2 separate regions of the Zea mays genome follow, and region 1 is linked to region 2. The links are chromatin contacts, called in public Hi-C maps. All regions are on one chromosome and are shown on one strand. The core of a region is the stretch at or near the end of the contact, and the rest is flanking DNA. Distances in the headings are between cores, read along the strand shown.

What was found. A called contact is a pair of places that touch in the nucleus more often than the background predicts.
Region 1: a Hi-C map of tassel shows a contact between it and region 2, with 4 times the contacts expected there. The contact joins the enhancer-like site here to the promoter of LOC100384592 in region 2. A contact is called at or near these places in 2 of 25 Hi-C or Micro-C datasets (ear and tassel).

What each region holds. Positions count from the first base shown.
Region 1 is chr9:36,269,583-36,274,828 of Zm-B73-REFERENCE-NAM-5.0, reverse strand. No RefSeq gene overlaps it. Among protein-coding and RNA genes, the nearest start is that of LOC111590253, 40 kb to the right of the region's middle. Within about 2 kb of position 3,303, at least 19 of the 20 cell types and tissues checked have an H3K27ac peak or open chromatin away from gene starts, as enhancers often do. A contact at or near this core is called in ear and tassel, where this site is marked.
Region 2 is chr9:35,943,211-35,948,481 of Zm-B73-REFERENCE-NAM-5.0, reverse strand. It overlaps LOC100384592, which reads left to right and starts at 3,526. Exons shown (of 7, transcript NM_001397525.1): 1 at 3,526-3,682; 2 at 3,762-3,845; 3 at 3,943-4,128; 4 at 5,142-5,271. The coding sequence starts at 3,580.

The sequences.
Region 1 (5,246 bases), core at 2,054-4,553, 330 kb before region 2:
CCGCACAGTGCCCGTGAGAGGCTAGATCAACAGAGCTATTGCCCCCGTGCACGTAACCCTGTTGTCGCCACCGTTCACCCTCGTTGGCTTTCTTGCTGCTGAGAGCGAGTTCCAATAGTGATGATGTCCAATTATGTAATCGATGTATACGTGAGTTTCTGATCCTGGCACGTACATGGTTCGCATTCGGTTTACCTTCCAAAACCGAGTGTGACCCCCACCCTAGAGTCATTTAGAGCCGCTAAACACGCCTTAAGACGCCAGACCTCGACGTTTGCCTCCTCCAAAGCCATGCGAGCCATGCCCAAATCCCTATGGAGGTCATCCAACGACTGCCTCGGTGAGGTCGACGAAGTAGGCGGCCGGGACACAGAACCATGCCCAAATCCTAATGATTTGAATTGGGCTTAGACACCCTCAAACCCATGGTGCTCACACACACCATTATATTTATATGAAGTATGGCTTATGTCTTATGAGATACACTAACTATGTTTGTGGGTGTCGTTGCCACTATGTACTAGATAAAAATATGATCGTGATGTTTCAACCGAAAACTTGATAGTGGAGATTACATAGAGCATTTAAGAGAGACCAAAACTATAGCATGACTTGCGTGTGAAGGACTAGGGTTGTCCATAGAGTTAAATAGTCAGGAGCTTGGCCCTTATGGGGGAATTTTCTTGCGTGGGGCTCCAACGAGGACTAGGAAGAAACTTGCACTCTTCTCGATACCTATGTAAAAATGTCTACATATCAATGGGAGTTTGTATCACTATCACATTTAAACATTTGCATTTATATTATGTTACCTTGGTTATATGCTTTACCTTCCTAGTGGATAAGTTTGAAACCTAGATTGCATAACTCTTTGTGGTAACACTTAGTCAAAATCATAGTTGCACTTAGTCAAAACTTGTTGGCGTAGCAATTCCATGATAATTGTTTTGTGCAACAAACAAAGAAAAATTTATAAGTTATATGGCAATTGTGAAATCATGCCTGATCAAAATATTATGTTAGCTAACATTAAAACATTGTGATAATTTGTTATTGTCATCGCAAAGTGATTTACATGCTTTTGGGACATAATACATGTGTACAAACATGTGGCTTTGATTAACATTGGATTGTGCATATGTGTTTCATGCACATGCTATTGTTGTAACACACTCGATAGATTAACCTTAAGTCAAGTCACGGACTTGTGCTCATACATGGTTACATGTGTTGTTCATGTGCATATGTTGCTTAAGGTCGAACATGGTCGGTGACATGATGAAACTAGTTTTAGGAGGAACTGAGGTTTACTAGTAGAAAAGATCTCTAAGCCTGTGGTGGGGTTTAGAGATACATGTGTTGTTTTATTTTTATAGGCGATTTCAGTTTTCAAGAGCCAATGGTATTTCTAGTGGTGGTTTCTTAAGAAAACCGCCTGTGGAAATCATATTTCCATAGACGGTTTTCTTAAGAAACTGCCACTAAAAATTATTTTTGTCCAGATTTTTTTTGAGTTTCCAAATGATCTCATATGAAAACACCACCAACATAAAAAAGTTATAGATCTCTAAAAGTTACGAAACTTTTTAGCTGATAATATTTTTATTTGAAATCATTTCGGCTCTCAAAAATTACATCTAAATTTGTCATATTTAAAGTCCAAATTTTGCAAACAACCTCGGATGAGAAAAGTACCAAAATAAAAGTTGCAAGACTTCAAAAAGTTATGAAACTTTGTAGTTGACAACATTTTCGTTTGAATTCATTTAAAGCCTCAAATAGTTAATTTATACTCAGATGTTCTAATATGTGGACAACAAAACCGCAATATAGACACGAAGTAAGTGATAGGTGGAGTGGTAGAGGGGCTATACACGAGGGTGAGGTCTTGGGGTTTGATTCCCTCCAACCATGTAGCACACGAATTTTGAGCGAAAAATTTTGTGACTTGCGACTTGAACTGAGATGGGCGGCGGGCGGGGCCTGGGTTGTGAGGCCTCCCCTAATAAAAATAGTTTTTTTACTATTTTTAAAACCCATTTTCCTAAAAAAGATTACCTCGACCGTTAGTGGAAATCGATTTCCACTAGCGATTTTTTAGCCCAATCGCCGGTGGAAATCGATTTCCACTGCCGATTCTCAGTTATCTGTCTGTATACAAATAATTTTTTCTATTGACCCCTAGCATAGCAGGTTCTGAAAACGTCAATGTAAATAGGTTCACAACCGTCTCTATAGAGCTTCTCTGTACTAGTGGTTTTAGGACTAAATTTAGAGAGAAATTGATGTCATATTGGCTAAGATATCACGCGAGATATTCGAGCTTAAGAACACTGCAAATAGAGAAGGACAGTGTGTTTGAGCTTAAGAACACTGCAAATTAATAATTAAGAATGATATAAATACATGACATATGAACGTTCGGGTATTTCAGGTATCTGATTATACCCAAATTATCCGAAATAAATACGGGTTTTGCAAGTTGCTACACGAAATTTCTGAATAAAATTTAGGTTTCGAGTATTTCAGGTTCGAGTTCAGGTATTCTGATTTTAGGTTTTGGGTTACGGATTTTTTTGTCCATCCCTAGTCGTAAACGGCTTGTAATTTGGAAGTAGAGGAAGCAGTGGCAGAGCGTAATTAAAAAATAAGGTATGTTAGGAGGCTGAATTGTTGTTTGTTGGAGAGGGGGAAGCGGGGAGGGCTGCCGCACCGATGCATGGACGCGACGCTTGAGAGTGAGGACGCTGAGGAGGGCTACAACCAAAGACCGGTCACTGATCGCACGGGAGCTAGAGATTGGAGAGGGCGGAGCGCTGTGCTAAGCGGACAAGCCGTGAGCCAAGAAGCAGGCTACAGAGCGGAGCGCTGTGCTAAGCGGACAAGCCGTGAGCCAAGAAGCAGGCTACAGAGCGGATCGTTGTGCTAAGCGGACAAGCCGTGAGCCAAGAAGCAGGCTACGAGCAGAGCTGGAGAGGGGAGCTAGAACGGCGACTGCTGACGACGGAGAAGCGGGTTACGACAACGTGTCGTGTGGCGACTCGGCAAGGTTACATGCAATATTGAATAATACAAGTGGCCTGAGGCAAGGTATGGCGAGAGCCATACTCGGCCATACCGAGCGCTCCGCCGCTGAGACGAAGCATGTGCTAGAAGCAAGCCAGCAACCAGCACGAGCTTGCATGTTGCATGTATGCAGCATGCTTATCTTTTCAGCCTGTACCACATTGGACAGTGCGGCCTGTGCACAGGGACGCTCGCTGCGTGCGTGCGTGTGTCGCCTGGAGGCTGTCGGCCAGGAGCACCAGGCCCAATCGCGCGTGGAAGCTAACGGCCTGGCCCGGGCCGCCTGGAAGCGCCAGGCCCAGTCACGCATGGAGGGTGGCGGCCCAGGCTGGGGCCATGGTCCAGCGCGGGAGGCAGCAGGCCATGGCGGCTGACCAGGCTTTGCGCTGGCCCGAGCTTGTTCGGTTGTTTCTAAGTTAAAGAGATTAAATTTCTCTCTAGTCCAAATTAAATAGAAGAAAATTTCATCCGTTTCGATCTAGAAGCAACCGGATAATCCTTCGTGTGGCTGGTGAGCCGACGAGGAGTTTGTAGTCCGCGCAATGGCAAGGGCGAAGAGCCATCGAGTTTTGCTACCCTAGATCTAGTCTCGATAGACAAAAAAAAATCTTGCTCTAATATACGTACCTGTGCGTGGGTATACTTTCATACTTATACCTAGACCCATCGGGTATTCTATATTCGAAAGGTATCCATACCCATCTAAAGTGGTGGAGTTGTGTCTGTCTGCCAAATTTAGTTTAGGGTGAATGGTGAGTGCCGAGTGGCAACATCTGACCTTCCATCGTCTTTCATCTTGCACGTGTGGGCGTGCGGTTTGGCCACTTGGATTGTACATTAACGAAGATCGTTTCACAGAAGCTTGGAGCCTTGATATGTTTTACTGTTTTAGCTGGTTGTCTGCCTTGCCATGTGTCCCAAGGCCTATGACATGTAGTTGTACTCAAGTCATTGAGCTAGGCTAAAATTTTAGATATTTACCCATGTGTACACATTGCGACCAAACCCATTCCCTAATGGAGTAACTATTTTAGATAGTTGTTTACTATATTCTGTCGAATAGTGGGTTCCCATTACCATCTTTAGTCTGTACTGAATAGGTGTTGAAGTCCTTATAAATATAGAGTAGACTTCCGATTTTATTTACAAAGATTAGAGATAAGATTGTCATTAGATTAGATCTATTACGTGATTAATCTAGAATTTTTTAAGAGTTTGAGGGAGAACTTTGTGGTGCTTTTAGTGGACACTTTTGTACATAAATCTTGATGATTAAAGGATTGATTATGTCATATTAATGCGATAACATTGTTTCTCTCTCTTTGTTGATTAATTTAATTGCATTCTTAGTTATGATTCTAGATTGAATTCTTAACTTCAATTGTTACCGCAATCATTCATACTCTCTGATTGCCTATTCTAGTAGATTTTACAACAATATCTCTGTCGGCGTTTCGAGACCGGGGGTCCCTCGGGCCGACGAGTGAGTGTCGCCGCGTGCCCCAGCCCAGATGGGTCGAGCGCGTGGGCGAGCGCGAAGGGGGAAGGAGCGAGGCGGCCCGCGACCGGCGTGAGAGAGGTGGGAATCTCGCGGCCTTCGTGTTCGTCCCGCGCCCAGGTCGGGTGCGCTTGCAGTAGGGGGTTACAAGCGTCCACGCGGGAGAGGGGAGCGAGTGGCCCCAAGAGAGCGCCTGTCCCGTCCTCGTCCCCGCGCGGCCAACCTTCTCTAAGAGGGCCCTGGTCCTTCCTTTTATAGGCGTAAGGAGAGGATCCAGGTGTACAATGGGGGTGTAGCAGAGTGCTACGTGTCTAGCGGGGGAGAGCTAGCGCCCTAAGTACATGCCGATGTGGCAGCCGGAGAGATTTTGGCACCCAGCTGGTGTGATGTCGTGGCCGTCGGAGGAGCGACGGAGCCTGGCGGAGGGACAGCTGTCGGAGCGGTTGAGTCCTTGCTGACGTCCTCCTGCTTCCGTAAGAGAGCTGAGAGCCGCCGTCGTCACCGAGCATGCGGGGCGCCATCATTGCCTATCTGGCGGAGCTAGCCAGATGGGACACCGGTCTTGTTCTCTGCGGCCCGAGTCAGCTCGGGGTAGGGTGATGATGGCGCTTCCTGTTGACGTGGCTGGCTTGCGCCCTAGGTTGGCGACGTGGAGGGTCCTCCGAAGCCGAGGTCGAGTCTG
Region 2 (5,271 bases), core at 2,277-4,776:
ACAAACTTTATTATTTGAATAAGAAACTGATATATCTCTTTTTTAGAATGTTTTTTAACAGATAGCATGTAGAGCATTCAAATGAATTTCAACCCAATGTATTCCTCATCAATATTACAATATTTTTTGCTTATGTTCATTATATTTTCTCTTCATGATAGCATGTTTCTCTTGCTCTTTGGCTAACACCTTGTGTAAAGCTTCTTTTTCACGTCTTTCAAAAACAAGATCTTTTTATTATCAATGTAAAGAGCTCCTTGCTTAATCGAAGTTTCTTCAATTGTGTCAAACTCATCTTTAACACTTTCAAGTTCACCCATCAATTTAGAGATAAAGAGTTTGTTTTGGCCATCTAGCTTTCTAATAAATTTAACCATTTCGTCATCACTAAATTCATTGCAACTATATTCTTTACTAGATGAGCTATCAATAGAGAGAGTTTTGGATTTTACCTTCCCACCCTTAGCCATGAGACAAATGTGAGGGGAGAGATCTTCATCATTAGATAAATTATTGAATAGCCTTGACTTGTTGGATGTCTTTTGAGTGGCTATACTTGCTACTTTTTCATCCTCTTCATTTAAACTGTCTTTTAATGAATCCCATTGACTTTATATATGTGCCTCTCCTTTATATTTTCTATTTTTATCTTATCCTTTCTTTCCCTCTCTCTTATTTTGTTTGTTGTCTTTGATAGTCACCTAGAGGGGAGTGAATAGGTGATCCTAAAATAATCACAACATAAAACAAAGTTGGATCCAAACTAATGATTAGTGTAAAGCCAAGATCCAAGAGAATAAAAAGAGGTGGGGAAGTTCTTGCATTTGATGCCCAACTTAATTTCCGAACTAGTCCAAGGGCAAAAACTCAAGTGTAGATCAAGAACTTTAGAGTAGAGAGAAAGAACAAATCACAATAAGAATAGAGCACACAAGACACAACGATTTTTGGTGGTTTGGTCAAACCTCAAATACTTGCCTACTCGATGTTGTGGTGTTCTAAAGGACAATGGTTGCACTCAACACCTCTCAAGTGATCAAATGATCAACTTGAGCCCACAGTCTTCCTTATCAAATAATCTCCTCGCAAGGATCTCCATAGATCGAAGTCTCTTGCAACCGTACACAAGTTTGATGGGAGCACAATCTCCAAGAATAGTAAGAGAGAGAGAGAAGTAGAACACAACACAAGAGCAAAATGCAACAACACAACACCAAGAACACTAGCACAACTCAAAAGATGTCTATCTCAACTCAAAAAGGTGCTAGAATCTCTCTAGAATCTAATGACGGTGCTACACAAATGAATCAGAGTGATGTGTAGCTCTTAATAATGTTGGGTGGTCAAGTAGGCTGGTTAGGGGGGCTATTTATAGCCCAAAAACCCCAACTAGTCGTTGCTTATTTCCTCCAAAAACTGCTCTGCACAATGACGCACCGGACCAGGTAAAGTAGCACACACTACAGGATTCTGATTGGTGGCTTCCATAACTGCCTTGCACCGAACTGTCTTACACGTCAGCTAGCCATTGTTTGTTCGTCAAAGCCCGAAGTAGCCGTTACCCATGAGGTTCGATGCACCACCGGACCATGGTCTGGTGATTTTTAAAGAAAAAATCCTAGTTACAACTTCTTTCTTGTAGTCGAGGTCTGGTGCAAGCTCCAATGTGCTAGGCCCCCAAAGCCTCCTGAGGGGCTCTCTGGTAACTCGGTCTGGTGTACCACCGGACCGATCTGGTGAGCCCTAGATCAGCCGAGACTTAGCTCATTTGAGCTAAACTTCTCCACTTTGTTTTGGCAGTTCTTTGGAGCTTTCCTACGACATAGACAAACATTGTTAGAGTAGACAAACATTGTTAGAGTATAATCAATTGAACTAAGTCATGGAAACTCACATCTTTCTTATCTTTTCACCATGATTCCTATTTTGTCTCAAACTAAGTCAAAAGGCACTTTTCTCAAGAAACTAAGTTGGAGACCAAATCAAAGTGCTAAAGACATTATAATAGGTGTGTGCAACTTATTCAAATGTTTAGACCTCACTATTTTACCCATCTGGACATGTATAGTCGAAGGCAAGGCGGCGAGTAGTATAGGTGTACATTTGTGTTGTGCCTAATAGACCGACTCAAAGCACACAATTCCAGGCATAACCCAACATAATTGTGGGCCTGGGTCTGGCACGACCCAATGTGTGGCCCGTGCCTGGGCCTCAAGTCAAACCCACGGGCCGGCCTGGCACGACCCATTTAACTAAGGCCCATCGAAGCACACTAAACATAGACTTAGTATTTAACTAAGGCATGTCAAAGCACATAGGACTAACACAACTTGGAGAATCCAGAGCTTCAATGGGCCTTCGAAGGCAAGACGGGGATAGTGATGATGATCATTGTATATGTATTTCTTATGGTTGTATAGTACTCAACTAAATATTGAACAGAGAACTAAATATTATTTCTGAGCTAGTTGTAGTCTTTCTTCTTTCTGACCAAAGGTAATAACGTGACAACCACAAAATAGCTATTGGTCATTTTATATATTATATACTTTATGTTTATGTATTATTGTTGTATGTATATGGGCTGTTCTGGCACACTAAGATATTCTAGGCTATTTGGGCTGGTCTGGCATACATAACTAATTGTGGGTCGTGCTGTGGGCCGACGGCTGAGCCCAGTGCTGGCACGACACGACCCATAATTGGTGATATGCTTTTGTGGGCTTGTGTCGTGCCCGTCACACCAGCCCACATGTACAGGTATAGCGAGTAATAAGAGCAGTGGCGGCCAGCGGGTGAGAGCGTCACCGGCAGACATAGGGATGGCAACGGGTTTGAAACCCGTGGGTAGAGGGTTTTCAAACCCGCATCCGTGGGTTTGCTATTAAACCCACACCAGTATCCGTTACACATGACGGGTACAATATGCTACTCATATCCGCTACCCGCGGGTGCCACAAATCCATAGGTATTTTCGCGGGCATATAATTATAATTATAATTTTATATATATATATATATATATATATATATATATATATATATATATATATATATATATATATATATATATATATATATATATATATTACGGGTATGTGGGTTTACCGGCACGGGTATAACATTTTCATATCCACGAGGAAAAACCTATCGAATTGAAAATCAAATTCATAGCGGTATCCACGGTTATAAACTCACTCAAATCTGCACCATATAGGGTTTTTAGCTATGGACACGCGGATAAAATGATAAAATGTGCTCGTTAAGCAGACCCCTCGTCGTCTCTCTCGTCACTCTTCCCTCCCTCGTCGCTTATACGCCTTCTCTGTCTCCCTCTTGCGTCTCTCTTCCCTCCTTTTCCACCCAGCGACGGCGAGCGGGAAATGCCGGGCCCCAAAAGAGGCCGCATCCTTGGTGCTTTCTGAACCTTCTTTACTTTGTCCCCAAATGGCCTCCTCGCCCTCTTCACGTTTCCCTTCACCATAAGCACAGGCACCACTCCCCCCCTGCAAGCTCCTCCCTCTCTCGGCTCTTGGTTCTTGCATTACTCTGTCAGCCCAGAGGCAGAGCAAGTAAGCAAATGGTTGCTATGGCGGCGCCAGGGCGAGTGGCGCTCCTGGCCGCCGCACTCCTGTTCGGCGCCTTCTTCCCATCCGCGTTCGCCACGTCCTCGTACCCCGCAAGTGAGCTCCTTCTGCGGCCCCACCGTCTCGTTCGCTGCGCTTCCTTTGCTGATTAGTCTTATTCCACGTCGGATGGCAGGGCTTGCGGGCAGGCTCCTGTCCACCACGGCGTCGGCGGTGGCCAAGCAGCTGTGGTCGCTCAAATCGGCCGCCACCAAGACGGGTAATCGCCGGACCGTGGCGTCGTCTTTTCCCTCTCTGATTCTTGTTTCCTCACCGGGTGTGCCTGCTCTTCCGGTCTCTGGCGGTGTCGGCGGCAGCGACGGCGTCCGTGGCGGGGCGGTCCATGGTGCGGTACGAGGGCGGGTACGCGGTGGACACGGTGTTCGACGGCAGCAAGCTGGGGATCGAGCCGCACGCCGCCCAGATCAACCGCGCCGGCGACCTCCTCCTGCTCGACTCCATCAACAGCAACATCTACAGGGTCCAGCTGCCGTTGTCACCATGTGAGCACGCTCTGCCTCCGACCACTCCCTGTCCTTTTCAGGTTTTCCAGTCTTCATGGGATTCTGCTTCCCTCGATGATGCTTCCCTCGGTGATGTGAGTAGTTAGGGAGGGAGTTATTGGTGGTGGTTGGTAGGGGCTGATGTTGCATGCTGACTTCATCAAGCGCTGTTCCTCGATTGCGAAATGCCTACTATTTTGTTCATTGCTATAGTATGGACAATATGAAATAATAGCTGTTTGCGATCGTTCCCCATGTTTATGGAACCATCGTTCTCGTGCAGGTTTTTTTTTCTCCTTCACTTCCCTTTGTTGATGTGCTGGTTTACTTCCTCACGTTTCCTATAGCACAGGTGCCTGGAATCAAGGATTGAGAAGAGAAAGTAGATGTATAGTGCTGGTTTTCTAGATGGTTAGACTTAAGGTGTTGTTTAGTTCACCAAATGTAACATAAATAGCAACGGTAATGATTCACGTTCGATTACCAGCGGTAACAAGTTTGGATATGACGGTATTAGTTTCTAGTGTGGTATCTGATTACTGTTGGATTTAAACAAACATGGTTTAACGTTATCGATTACTGTTCACGTTACAAATATATGAATCAAACGACATCTAAGACCTAATGGCTGCTATCATCGCCTGAAAAACCCTTCAAAATCAGGCATATGAGAAATCAGCTCCCTTACTTCCTGTTTCACATATCAGAAGTTGAGCAAATAGACCTCTTCACTAGGAAAAATGTTTCTATGATTTGGTTCCCTTAAATTGTTAGCAATATCTCCTGTCTCATCTCATGTCACTAAAGGTAGGTACAATTGGAAATTTTACACTGTACCTCCACTATGAGCAAATGCTATGTCAGTCTCACTTCCCTCACTGCAACAAGACGACTTTTATTTTAGGATAGTGATGAAGTTGCCATTCATGTTTTTTTAGCATGAGATGCTTCCCAGATTATATCCAAGCAATCAGAATCTGATGGATCTTCTGAAATTGGATTCAACAATGCAGATAGCAGACCAAAGCTCCTTGCTGGTTCTCCAGAAGGTTTATCTGGCCATGTTGATGGAAGACTGCGAGAAGCGAGGATGAACCATCCTAAGGGGTTCACTGTGGATGATAGGGGCAACATTTATGTTGC